Regions from separate parts of the Hordeum vulgare genome. Here all the other regions are linked to region 2. The links are chromatin contacts, called in public Hi-C maps. All regions are on one chromosome and are shown on one strand. The core of a region is the stretch at or near the end of the contact, and the rest is flanking DNA. Distances in the headings are between cores, read along the strand shown.

Region 1 (3,814 bases), core at 338-2,837, 240 kb before region 2:
CAAATGTGATTTGCAGGTACTGCAACTTTTATCCGAACCGATTTCGTTTCCCCTTGATGTTGTTGTGTTAGCTGTCACCCTGTCTTACAAATAGAGTGATGCTGGCAGCTATTGCAACGACTGCCGGGACCTTGATCTGTGCCGCGACTCGACGCTCCAAGGCCACGAGTGGAGGTGCGCGGTGCCGCAGTGCGGGCAGCCATACCACCGCGAGGAGATGGAGAACGCGCTTCTGCAGATTGTGCGGCAGCGAGAGAGGCTGTACCACCTGCAGGACCTGGTGTGCGTCCGGTGCAGGCAGGTGAAGGCGGCCCATGTGTCGGAGCAGTGCAACTGTGGAGGCTCGTTCCGGTGCAAGGAGGAGGCGCCGCAGTTCCTTGGCAAGATGCGGGTGTTCCTGAACGTCGCTGTGAGTCAGAAGTTCGAGCTGCTCCAGGATTGCGTCCGATGGATTCTGGAGGTCAGGTGATTGAAGCCTGTCGTACTTCTTCAGTTAACAGCTAGGGTAGCATAGTAAATTAGTTATGGTAACTTTTTTTTTTGTGTGTGTGTGTGCGCGCGCGGTGGAGTAACTTGTTTCGAAGCAACCAACTTGCGGCCGCAAAGAATGTATTGCTTGCATGGATACTTGTTGGGCACACTTGATCCATGTTGTATATAAATATAATGAGAAGGATGTCTGTCTGTTAGACATAGTTTATTTCGGAGTCCGCTGTGGCCTAAAATCACTTATATATCAGTGAAGCAAAGCCTAGAAGAGGGGTAGAACTAGGAGGGCCCACCGCGCGCGGTGAGATTTTTCCATGAGAAATGCTTGACATGCTCATCGACTAAGAGCCTACACTGCAGCGCAGCGATGGAGTGCTACAAGCCGGCGACGAAGAGGGAAGAGAACCAGATGACGAGATCGTCGCTGAGCTGGTGCTCATCCGCCACCACCATTCCAACGCCGCCGACTTGCAGGCGGCAGAGCGGGCACGTCCGTCGGCACAGCGCCAACCACCTGTCGACGCAGTGCCGGTGGAACGCGTGGCCGCACGGCAGCCTCCGTATGTCCTCCCCGTCATGGAACCTCGATATGCACACGCAGCAGCCACCGGAGTAGTAGTGGTCGTCGTGGCGACCGCAGCCGGAGCCGGAGAGGGCAGCGGAGAGGAGCGCCACCACGTGCCCCATCGTCGTCACCATCTACCTATCGAGTACAGTACTATTTATGTGAATCAAAAACCGCGATGCAGATATATCTGTGTCTGCTGATGCGGGTGCCAAGATTTGCTGCGAGTGGATCAGCATCCAAGATGGACTGCGATGGCTTTTATATAAGGCGAGCGAGCGTGTGTGCGCGCGTGGAATCATTTTCATTTTCTTTGGGTGTTGCATGGAATCATTAGCAAAAGGGGTGATGGAGAAGGCGCACCTAGAAACCCCAGTGCCGTTTCCCTTTCCGTGGATACAAAGCTTGTGCGATGCGAAAGCTAACTAATTAAGCGGCAACCTCGATCATTCGTGTATCTCCACTCTGACCAACCACAAGGTTTCATGAGGTATACTGTACTTCGTACGTGCAGTCTTTTCTTCTTTTTCTTCTTGTTGTTTGCGGGGTGTACATTCATAGATAGATCCATCAAAAAGGAACCACACCATGCACGTAGAATGTTAATACTCCTACAGTAATATTTCTTCCTAAAAAAAAATGTTTAGCTAGGGCCTGTACGGGCTCGTTGGCTGTAGCCAACCATATGTGTCGGTCGGCTGCGCTATGCTGCCTGCATGTTGCTTCATCTGCACAAAAGCAGGGGAGCTTCTCCCATGACTAAGCAACCTCGCTAACCCGCAAGAGATGGGATTAACCGCAGGGAACGAGTGAGTGATCAGTGGTTAGGTACACTGACTGGGGCTGTAGGCGGAATGTGGGCGAAGGTGAGCGGTCACTCATCATAGCTGTACCCGTAACGCGTCACATCACTTCCTGTACCAATGGATCGTTCTAGATTTCATGTAACCTAATCAATTATGTATATGTGCTAGTGGATATTTTTTTCAACAGAATACAATATATTAATATCTAACATATACTCCCTCCGTCCGGAAATACTTGTCCTAAAAATGAATATAATGAATGTATCTATAACTAAAATAAGTCTAGATACATTCATCTTTAGGACAAGTATTTCCGGACGGAGGGAGTACCAATTACATCCTGTCTATGCAACGATACTCCATCAAGGCCTAGTCGAGACAATGATAGTGCATACCACCAAGAAGGTGAAAAGAAGAAGAAAAAACGAAGATAACTGACACAACCGATGACTTGCAACACACCTGCATCAATGCCATCCACCGTAGTTGACAACAACACATGAGCTACGAGAAAGGTTCTTTGAAAACACCACATCTGAGGAGCTAACGATGCACAATCACCGCCATCGAGGAATCCAACCACTGCAGGTCAAATCCCGACTTTTCATCTGAGGGAGCACGTTTTGGAGACTCCAAAGCAATGCCTTCAACAAGGACCCAACACGCAAGACACTGCCATTGTTAGATTCAACCACCAAAGGTTAACTTTATGGTTTTCACCTCGGAGCTCAAGAACCGGTGTTTGAAGAGCATTACCAAGCCAAAGTGGCAAAGCCACAGTGTGTTGCAACCACCGCTTGTCAAGTCATGGTACGATGCCAAGTCACAAAACTACCAGTGAAGGAAGAGACACTAATAAGCCGCAGCAGAGTGAGAAGGCAAGCCGCTCATGTGCATATTCCTGTGTGAATACCACTATACGATCAAATCTATGCATATGAGCACATAAGAGCATCTCTAGTGGATGATGTAAAAGTTGATGTCTAAAAATAGTTTTAGGACAGAGGAGAGCCGATTTTTGGGTACCAATACATATGATGTAAAACTAGTGTCCTAAATCTTTCGAACTTAATCATTGTTCATTCCACATTTTGAAATTTTTAACTCATACGAAACGTTCAATATTGCTGGCGGAGACACCCCCGGAAAGGATGTCAAAATTGGCCAAGCGCCTAAAAGGGGCTCGGAGCCGATTTGAGATGTGGAAGACTTCGGCCTGCCAAGAGGGTGCTCGGGGAGTGTGGGCGATGGTGAAGACAAGGTTACAAGGCTTAGTCCCGAAGAACTGGCACGAGTCGGGCGGCTGGGACCGACGATAAAGAGGTGCCACTTCACCTGGTTTATGACCAAGTGATGCCCGCCGCACGTTTGTTGCAGCAAGATTGCCGTCAAGATGCAATAATAGATAACTTCAATCAGCAGCCTAATGCATGATTGGATTCAACCGAGTTTTTGTAATTCTTCGTCTAATGTGTAAATGCTATCTTAACGAACCATCGCTTCTACCTTCCTACACGAGGAAGTGTTCTGTACTGTATAACCTGTAAAATTAGTAAATAGTTTGGGGAACTAGGCAATCCAGCCAAGTAGTGGTAATAGATAGACAATTATCTTGGAGTACTGTTATATTACTTTTTTTACTTTAGCAAGAAACACCTTCCCAAGAAAATAGTTCCTTTATAGGTTCCTTTCTCGGGGTTTTGTGAGCATCCGCTTTATACGGATCTACTGTATGTTCTCAAAGTGTGTTATATCGACTAGAGGGGGGTGAATAGGCGATTTTTAGAATTTCTCGCTGAGGAAATTCCTTTTGAGGAAATTCTTCACTGATGAATAACGTGCAGCGGAAACAGCGCAGGATCAGAGGTGCAAAGATTACAACAACAATTTTCTTGATGAAGATTATGAAAAACGGTTTGCAAAGTATGCAGGCATAGAATAAGCAGGTGAAGAT
Region 2 (3,879 bases), core at 1,365-3,864:
CAACTTTTCTTCGGCAGGTACTCTCGACTTTCCGTACCTTTCGGCTTTAGAATAGAAGGTAGGCTTTTCCTGTTCATCTTTCTCTCGATAGAATATTCATATGGCTGGTTCAAGCAAATCCTGCAAAATCTTCTTTTCGGCTGAGAAAAGAAAATTCACGCAGGTGGGAATAATTGATCATCTCAGAAGGCGATCCAAATAATTCCTCCAAAGAATTCTTGTTTTCTCTCTCGAAATTAGTCCAGATCCAGATATGTCCCGATATGCCCAATTCCATCAGTGATGCCACATCTGACCATTCCATCAGTTGGCCCCAATCACTGAGAACAGTATCATTCCTCTTCTTTAAATAACAGTCAACTACGTACGAGTAATATATAGGACAAATCGAGAACTAAAAGCAATTCTTTTTTTACCTATCCGGAAGGTAAAATATTTTGAGGCGAAATTTGAGAATTATATCTAACTTGCAAAGTCCTTTCCAAGGCAGATTTCAAACATATTGACATCTGGATTATAGGGTTCTTCTGATTTAGTATTATGCAAAGGTTCACTATACAGCTAGACCAGCAAAAAGAAACATGTAGCGGAAATAAATTACAGCCAAAAGCAATACCATGTAAAAATTATAGGGAAAAGCTAACGCCCACACGTGTGGGCGTTTGCAATTTACCTACACGCCTTCGTTATCATTTATTTTACCAGGCCAAAATAGATGACATCAACGGAAAAAAAAAATGGTTTTTGGCTTAAAAATATTTTATCTTCTAATTAAAAAATCCAATTAAAATTCATTTTCATCATTAAATCCGTCTCACGAGATCTTCAAAACTAGATCCTATGTTGATATGTTTCGATGAAAAAAAATGACAACAGTTGCCATGATGTTACACTATAGTTGTAATAGTGTTTACACTAAAGTTGTCATAACATGTTCTAACTATTTTTTTCTCTAGATTTAAAGCTATTGTTATCTTTTTCAACTATTTTTATGGCAATTTTTATTAATTGATCATGGCAATTTTTAGTAATTAACCACGTCAAATTTAATGCATGGATCATGGCAATTCTTTATTAATCCATCAAAATTTACTTTTAAAGGTAGAAGAAAAAAATACCTAAAACGTATCATGGCAACTTCAGTGTAAACACCATGGCAATTCATGTGTAATAGACATGGCAACTGTTGCCTGAAAAAAAAGTCATCGAAACATATCAACATGGGATCTAGTTTCGAAAATCTCGTCGAGACAGATTTAATGATGAAAACGGATCTTTAATCGAATTTTTCATTTAAGAGATAAAACATTTTAAAAACTGAAAATCAAAAAATCCCTACATGCATACGGTGACGTGACATACGTATGTTGCTTCCACCACACGTGTGTACGTTATCACGATCCTAATTTTATTTCCATTGTGCGAAATAGTCAGTACACATCAACCGTGACGATGATATACGGCGATAACAAAAAGTTTGAGTACAGCACATACTCTTGCTTCCATCTCAATTACATTTTAATACAGAATGACTCTGTCGGCTTGTACAACAACGTAGATTCAATCAGAGGAATCCCTAGAGCTGGTTTCATATCCTGATTCCCTCGGGTGGTCCTCGAGCAACTTCCCGTCTTTCGGAAGTAGACAAGGAATTCCATCTGCTATCTGGAGTTAATGTCGGAATGAAATCAGGGCCAAGTGGTAAGCAAAAATAATGAGTGGAAATGCCAGAGATGCCACAAGAAATTGATGAAATGCTACAGGAAGCAATAAATTGAGATGCTGAAATTCCATAGGAACATGTTTATCTTAAATGTTCAAAGTGGACACAAAATATCCCCGTTTCAGAACATGAAATCAGTTGGTTGTTAGCCATTATGTGCACTTTGATCATTTCCTCCTCTCACCCTCCCTCTCTAGTCTGTGAGTCTGTCCCACACACCACTGTACACGCGTTGATCCCAGCATGCTAAGACCAGTACTTTCTGGTAATTAACACGATCCTCCCTCATGTTCTAAAACTTCATCTCAAAAAGTCAAATTCTCGATAACCATAAAGGGCATGCTGTCTGAAGACTAGTTATCACTAGCTACTTCCTGAATTGAGTCTCTACTGTGGAGCGTTGTCATTGCATAACGATACTGGGAAATCGCCCCCCCCCCCCCCCCCTTTTCGTTTTACACATCATGAATCTGTTACCATTTTCGCCGAGGCAATACAGCGAACAGGTAAGCCGCAAGCATGGAATATCGGCTAGAACCACCAGACGGTTGCAGATCCAAGCATTCAACAAGCGCGGCGCATGGAGGAGAGGGAGAGGACACCGGGGCTCACCGGGAAGGACATGCGGCCGGCGTCGCTGACCAGAGAGCCGCTGACCTCGCAGTACCTGGTGGGCAAAAGAAAGAAACAAGATCAAAGGGGGTGGTGTGGAAGTAGGAGGGGGCAGATATTGCCTAGCCTGGATACCTGAGAGGCTTCTTGGACAGGGGGCAGACGAGCACGTCGGCGAGCGCCTGCGGGATCCCGCCGACGGCGTGGCGCAACAGCAACGCCGTGGTCCGCCTCATCATCGTCCTGCCAGAATTTTGGATCGGGTCGGTCACAGTTTTAAAAGCCCAACTTGAGCAATCCGTTCGGCTCACACAACACAACCCAGCCCAGCCCAGCCCAGCCCATCTCTAGAAGGTGGAAATTCTCAAAAAAATAAAATAAAAACTCTAGGAGGTGGCGAACGGTTGGGATAGGCACGAAAATTTCCATTCCAAGATTCCGCGCTAAAACGTACGTGTGCTCACCTCACTTGACGAAACAACAAAAATGCATTAACCGAGGTAACCGAAACTTGTGAGTTTGTCGTCTCAATCTTGCAAGAAATGGGGAAGGAATTACACAAGTTAAGAATAGATGAGACCGGAGGTGTCTCTACAACTACGTACTACAAGAGAAGCATCGATCGGACAGAGCAGCAGCAGCAGGAGGAGCAGCAGGAGGAGGAAGAGGCGAGGTGTGAGTGAGCGGCCTGATCAACACCAACACCGGAGCAGGCATGGCCATGGCCAGCGAATGCACGCCCGGAGCCGGAGGAGCCACGCGCCGCCTCATTCTCGTTGTCACAGCACTCGTGGCATTGATGCTTGTGCGCCCCTCCTGCTGCACTGCCGCCTCCCAGCCGAGCTCGAGCCAGACGCGGCCGCCGGCGCTGATCCTGTTCGGTGACTCCATCGTGGACCCGGGCAACAACAACGGCCTCACCACGGCGGTGCGGTGCGACTTCGCGCCCTACGGCCAGGACTTCCCCGCCCACAACGCCACCGGCAGGTTCAGCAACGGCAAGATCGTCGGCGACATCCTCGGTATGCACTGACGACTCTCTCTAGCTACTCGGTTCGTGCATGCATGGCACTGAAACTGATGGTTTGAGTTTTGATCCAGCCACCCGGATGGGGCTGAAGCAGTACGTGCCGGCGTACCTCGGCACGGAGCTCAGCGACTCGGACCTCCTCACCGGCGTCAGCTTCGCCTCCGGTGGCTGCGGCTTCGACCCCCTCACGGCCAAGATCGTGGTGAGCGCCCAGCCCTGCCCTGCCCAGGGAACATCGTTTATATTTCTCCACCTCCAAGATGGAGTAAATTAAATTCATTCCACCGTCACCGTGGCATTTCATCAGTCGGTTCTGAGCATGGACGACCAGCTGGAGCTGTTCAAGGAGTACAAGGGTAAGATCAGCCGCATCGCCGGCGCGCAGCGAGCCGCCAACATCGTGTCGACGAGCCTCTACATGGTGGTGACCGGCACCGACGACCTGGCCAACACCTACTTCACGACGCCGTTCCGGCGAGACTACGACCTCGAGTCCTACATCGACTTCATCGTG
Region 3 (3,797 bases), core at 1,023-3,522, 160 kb before region 2:
ATTTGGCATATTTCTGCTGCCATAAATAAATAGCTCCCTTTTGCTATTTATCCCATATTAGAAAATCCATAGAATATTCATACCAACTCCAAATCCAGTGAAAGAACTTCCTAAATATTTCTAAAATTATTCTCTATCAAATGAGTGCCTCCACTCATTTTTATCATGATATTTCTGTAGGCTCCTTCAAGGACCACCTATCCTCCCTTTCATCCATTCAAAAATCCCTCATGATCCAACCCCATGTAGCAAGCTTCAGGTATTTTTGTGTAACACCCCAAAAATCGGGTTATCGATTTTTGTGCTGTTATTCCTTCTGAACTTTTCTCTCCCAAATTTTTCCTCTGGAATTTCGCAAATGACCAGGTGAATCCAGTCTACCCTCAACCTCTTAGTGCTTTTCCCATGTACTTGTGCCAGCTTGCCCTTGTTCAGTAAACCCTGAACCTCTTTCAAACCCTGGTTCCGAAATATTGGAACTAGAAATCCTGCCCCTGTGTTTACAAAGGAGCTACCATTTCCCTTGCTCTGTTAATCCTCCCAAAATTTCCAGAGCTCCTTCTACCCTCATAATCCCTAGATGTGCAAAAATATTGCCAAGTTATATGCAATATTTCACATTTAGAATTAATTCATCTTTCTGCCTTTCGGAGGAATTAAATCCAAGAAAATACCTATCCATCTCCCACGGTCATGAAAACTTGTGGAGATATTCCTTGTGATCATATTGAGCTCTCATGAAAAATTGGCCATTACTAATTGGGGAAAATTGCCTTTTTCCTATTTAAAGCCAATATTCCAATTTGGGGCCTTTCCAAAGGAACTACCATTTTGGTAGCTAGGAAAAATCCCAAATAATTTGTGGAGATTTTCATGTCCATATATTCACCATTTCCATCAAAACATCAAGTTCCACAATTCAAAAGTTGAGCACAACATCCCTTTGCAAATTCTGCCCAGATTTCCTATTTGCAGAGGAAGTGCTTGATTTGTTGGTCCTGTTGGACTGAAATATTTCAGGGAAGTTCATTATGATAAATTACCCTTGTCCACAAAATTGTATCCCATTCCGTCTAGCCATTCGCCCGCAGAAAATTATCCAAGTTTTTGTCCAGATTGGAGCATTGTGAAGGAAGTACCATTTCTACTCATGCAAATGGTATGAAATTTTTACAGTGCCTCCATATGCCTAAATTATTGGTCTCCACCAAATTTGAGCCATTTATATCTAGTTATTTGATCCCAGCATAATCTTCTTTATTTCTGGTCAGATTGCGAGGTTACAAAGGAAGTACCCCGTAGTCTTATTTGTTTGTGCTGTATTTTTGGCTAAGATACTCACTTTAGTAGATGATCAACCCCTGCCAAAGATCAGGCCAAGAGGTGCACTGTGGTGGCCACACCACAACACAAATAGGTTGTTGTTGGCAATTGTTTGGCCTTGATTCAGTCAAACGAGTGCTCTCTAGTGTTTTCTAGACGCATAGTTCAACTCGGTGAAGTATGGAGAAGACCCTAGACATGGTTTGGCTGCAAGTGGAGTGTGGCAATGTCGTGGAAGCGTGGTGACCACAGGCAGAGCATGCCAAACCGAAGGTCTGTGCAATGAAGTTGTCGGAAGCGCGTCTCCAACAAGCTCCAGCCTGTACAGGAGTGTCATGGAGGTTCCCATGGCGTGCATGAACCCTCAAGAGACCTCTTCCCCTCGCCCCCTTGCTCCTGGAGGCATCTGCAGCCATGGATTCTCCACCGGAGCTCTGCCACGGCAGCAAGCTTCGAGCAGCTCCATCTGGTGTCGTCTAGCCCCTCCCCTCGGCTATAAGAAGCCTGCCCCGACCCCCTGCCGTCGACGAGCAAGCCCCAGCCCCTCCCCAAGCCCTCCATTGCTCCCCAATGGCCGGAGCATCACCGTCGGACCCCCATGGAGATGCAAGCGCCAGAGCACTCCCCCTCTCCTCTACCCATGGTCAGAGCCTCCCTAGGCATTGGCGAAGCCGCCGTCGTCCTCAGAACCCTCGGGGAAGCACCACCGGAGCGACACCACAGACGCCCGTACGCCCTCGCGTTTTGGTCAGTGGGGAAGGTGCTGCCCGCCGGCTCCCGACGCCTTTCGACCTCCCTCGGGCGCGTAGAGGAGCGCCGGAGCGCCCACGCTTGCCTGCCGGCTCTTCCGTGGTCGCGAGGCGACGGCAGCACCGACGGCCGAGCGCCCCCGCTCCTCCCCTATTCTGTGTCGCGTTTGAGAAGAAGGCAAGAGGTGGAGAGAGCAGATAAGGCGGGGCCCCCATGTTGGTCAGACAGAGAGAAGTCAACTGGGCCCGTGGTCAGGTTCAGTGGAAGCGTATTTTCGATAATATGTTTTCCAATTTTAAAAGTGTACTTTGCTTCGGCCTGGAGCCTGAATATGTTTTCTCTAAATTAAAAACGTACTTCAGCAAATGCGCTTTTAGTTTTAACCAGTCGACCGAATCTGCTATATTATAAACGTTCACTGGTTAAGAGCACAAATGGATAAGTTTTTATTTGATTTCCGCCTAACGAATGAACGTTCGTATCTTCACGACCGTAGCTCTGATTGAGGTAAACCAACGCCCACTCCTTCGTCTCTTCGAGCCCGTCGTGTTGGTACCATTTTCGTACTGTTTTCACAGTGAAAATTGACCATTTTTCCCTTGCCCTCCGATTGAGCCCTCCGAGAAGGGAACTTCTGTGGCAAATCTTTCCAGCGTTTTATCACGCTTCTTCCCGGCATATTCATCGACCCCCACGCAAGCCAACCTCTTATCATGAGCTCCGGACTTGCATGATGACTTTGCTTGCACCCTGTGTGGGTATCGTAGTACATTTAGATCATCTGTTAGTTTGCACTTGCATGCACGTGTTATGACATCCGTATTAGATGCTAGCATTACTTTTCATCCAATGCCAAGTCTTGTTTACATATTATCATGGTAATAATAATATTGTTAATAACATTGACATGTTAGTACTAGGGTTTGATCTCATGACATGATTGTCAGCACTATTGTTTTGCTATGCTATTGTTTAGCACTTATACTTGTTGAGGTAATGGTACGATAATGGATAGGTTGAGTTGAGTTAACAAATGTAACCTAGTTGGTTGATCTTGAGTCACCTGTCCGGGCTTACCCATGCAACCACATTTACCGGTATGGGACGACCTTGACTTGGTCTGATTGCGTGATCTTTCACCGGTACCTCCAAAGAGGGAGGTCTATGCACGTGTGCTACCCTGATCAGTTAGCAAGTGATAACCCTGTGAGCCAGTTGAGTTTTTTGTGTCGGCGTCCCCGTTTGGGACAGTTTAGTTTGGACACGATGGTGGCAGGTGTCATCAGGACACAGGGCCACCTAGGGCAGGACTCCGGGGGAGGATGAATGCCGGTGGTACGATGGAAGAGTCACGGGTCAGACAAGTTCCATTGGAAAAAACACTGGTCCACTCGAATGGGATTACGAGGTCAGTGCTCCATGGTGTGGGTAAAGTGTGCAACCTCTGCAGAGTGTAAGAATCTATTCGAATAGCTGAGTCCATGGTATTGGACGGCCCGTCCATACCTCACTAGGTGGTCAACCATAACAATGATAGCGATGATGGAAGAACTCATCTTGTTTGGACATCAAAGGATGTCGGGAATATGATATGTTAGCCAAGAGATGGCTATATAATGAGTGGTCGGATGACCATATGATTTGGATGGGATTTGGATCCGTTCAGGTTGGATTACGAGTATATCGAGAAGAGAGTAAGTTGGTATCCGGTAACTGTAAGTACC

The links. Hi-C and Micro-C count contacts between places; a contact is called where the count stands out from the background.
Region 1: a contact with region 2 is called in a Hi-C map of seedling, with 4 times the contacts expected there. The contact joins the promoter of LOC123429581 here to the promoter of LOC123409087 in region 2. A contact is called at or near these places in 4 of 6 Hi-C or Micro-C datasets (leaf and seedling) and 1 of 1 datasets of contacts at active chromatin or transcription factors (embryo).
Region 3: a Hi-C map of leaf shows a contact between it and region 2, with 2.5 times the contacts expected there. The contact joins the enhancer-like site here to the promoter of LOC123409087 in region 2. A contact is called at or near these places in 2 of 6 Hi-C or Micro-C datasets (both in leaf).

The regions. Positions count from the first base shown.
Region 1 is chr1H:234,647,676-234,651,489 of MorexV3_pseudomolecules_assembly, reverse strand. LOC123429581 (probable E3 ubiquitin-protein ligase XERICO) reads right to left here and starts at 1,587. Exons shown (of 1, transcript XM_045113612.1): 1 at 492-1,587. The coding sequence starts at 1,188. The coding sequence ends at 865. LOC123429570 (DNA polymerase epsilon catalytic subunit A-like) reads left to right here. Exons shown (of 49, transcript XM_045113602.1): 48 at 1-16; 49 at 109-700. The coding sequence ends at 469.
Region 2 is chr1H:234,411,016-234,414,894 of MorexV3_pseudomolecules_assembly, reverse strand. LOC123409087 (UPF0434 protein CCNA_00107) reads right to left here and starts at 2,614. Exons shown (of 3, transcript XM_045102077.1): 1 at 2,471-2,614; 2 at 2,336-2,390; 3 at 1,388-1,665. The coding sequence starts at 2,574. The coding sequence ends at 1,561. It overlaps LOC123429543 (GDSL esterase/lipase EXL3-like), which reads left to right and starts at 2,829. Exons shown (of 3, transcript XM_045113571.1): 1 at 2,829-3,357; 2 at 3,437-3,567; 3 at 3,673-3,879. The coding sequence starts at 3,051.
Region 3 is chr1H:234,572,921-234,576,717 of MorexV3_pseudomolecules_assembly, reverse strand. No RefSeq gene overlaps it. Among protein-coding and RNA genes, the nearest start is that of LOC123429581, 75 kb to the left of the region's middle. Within about 2 kb of position 2,272, at least 3 of the 3 cell types and tissues checked have open chromatin away from gene starts, as enhancers often do. A contact at or near this core is called in leaf, where this site is marked.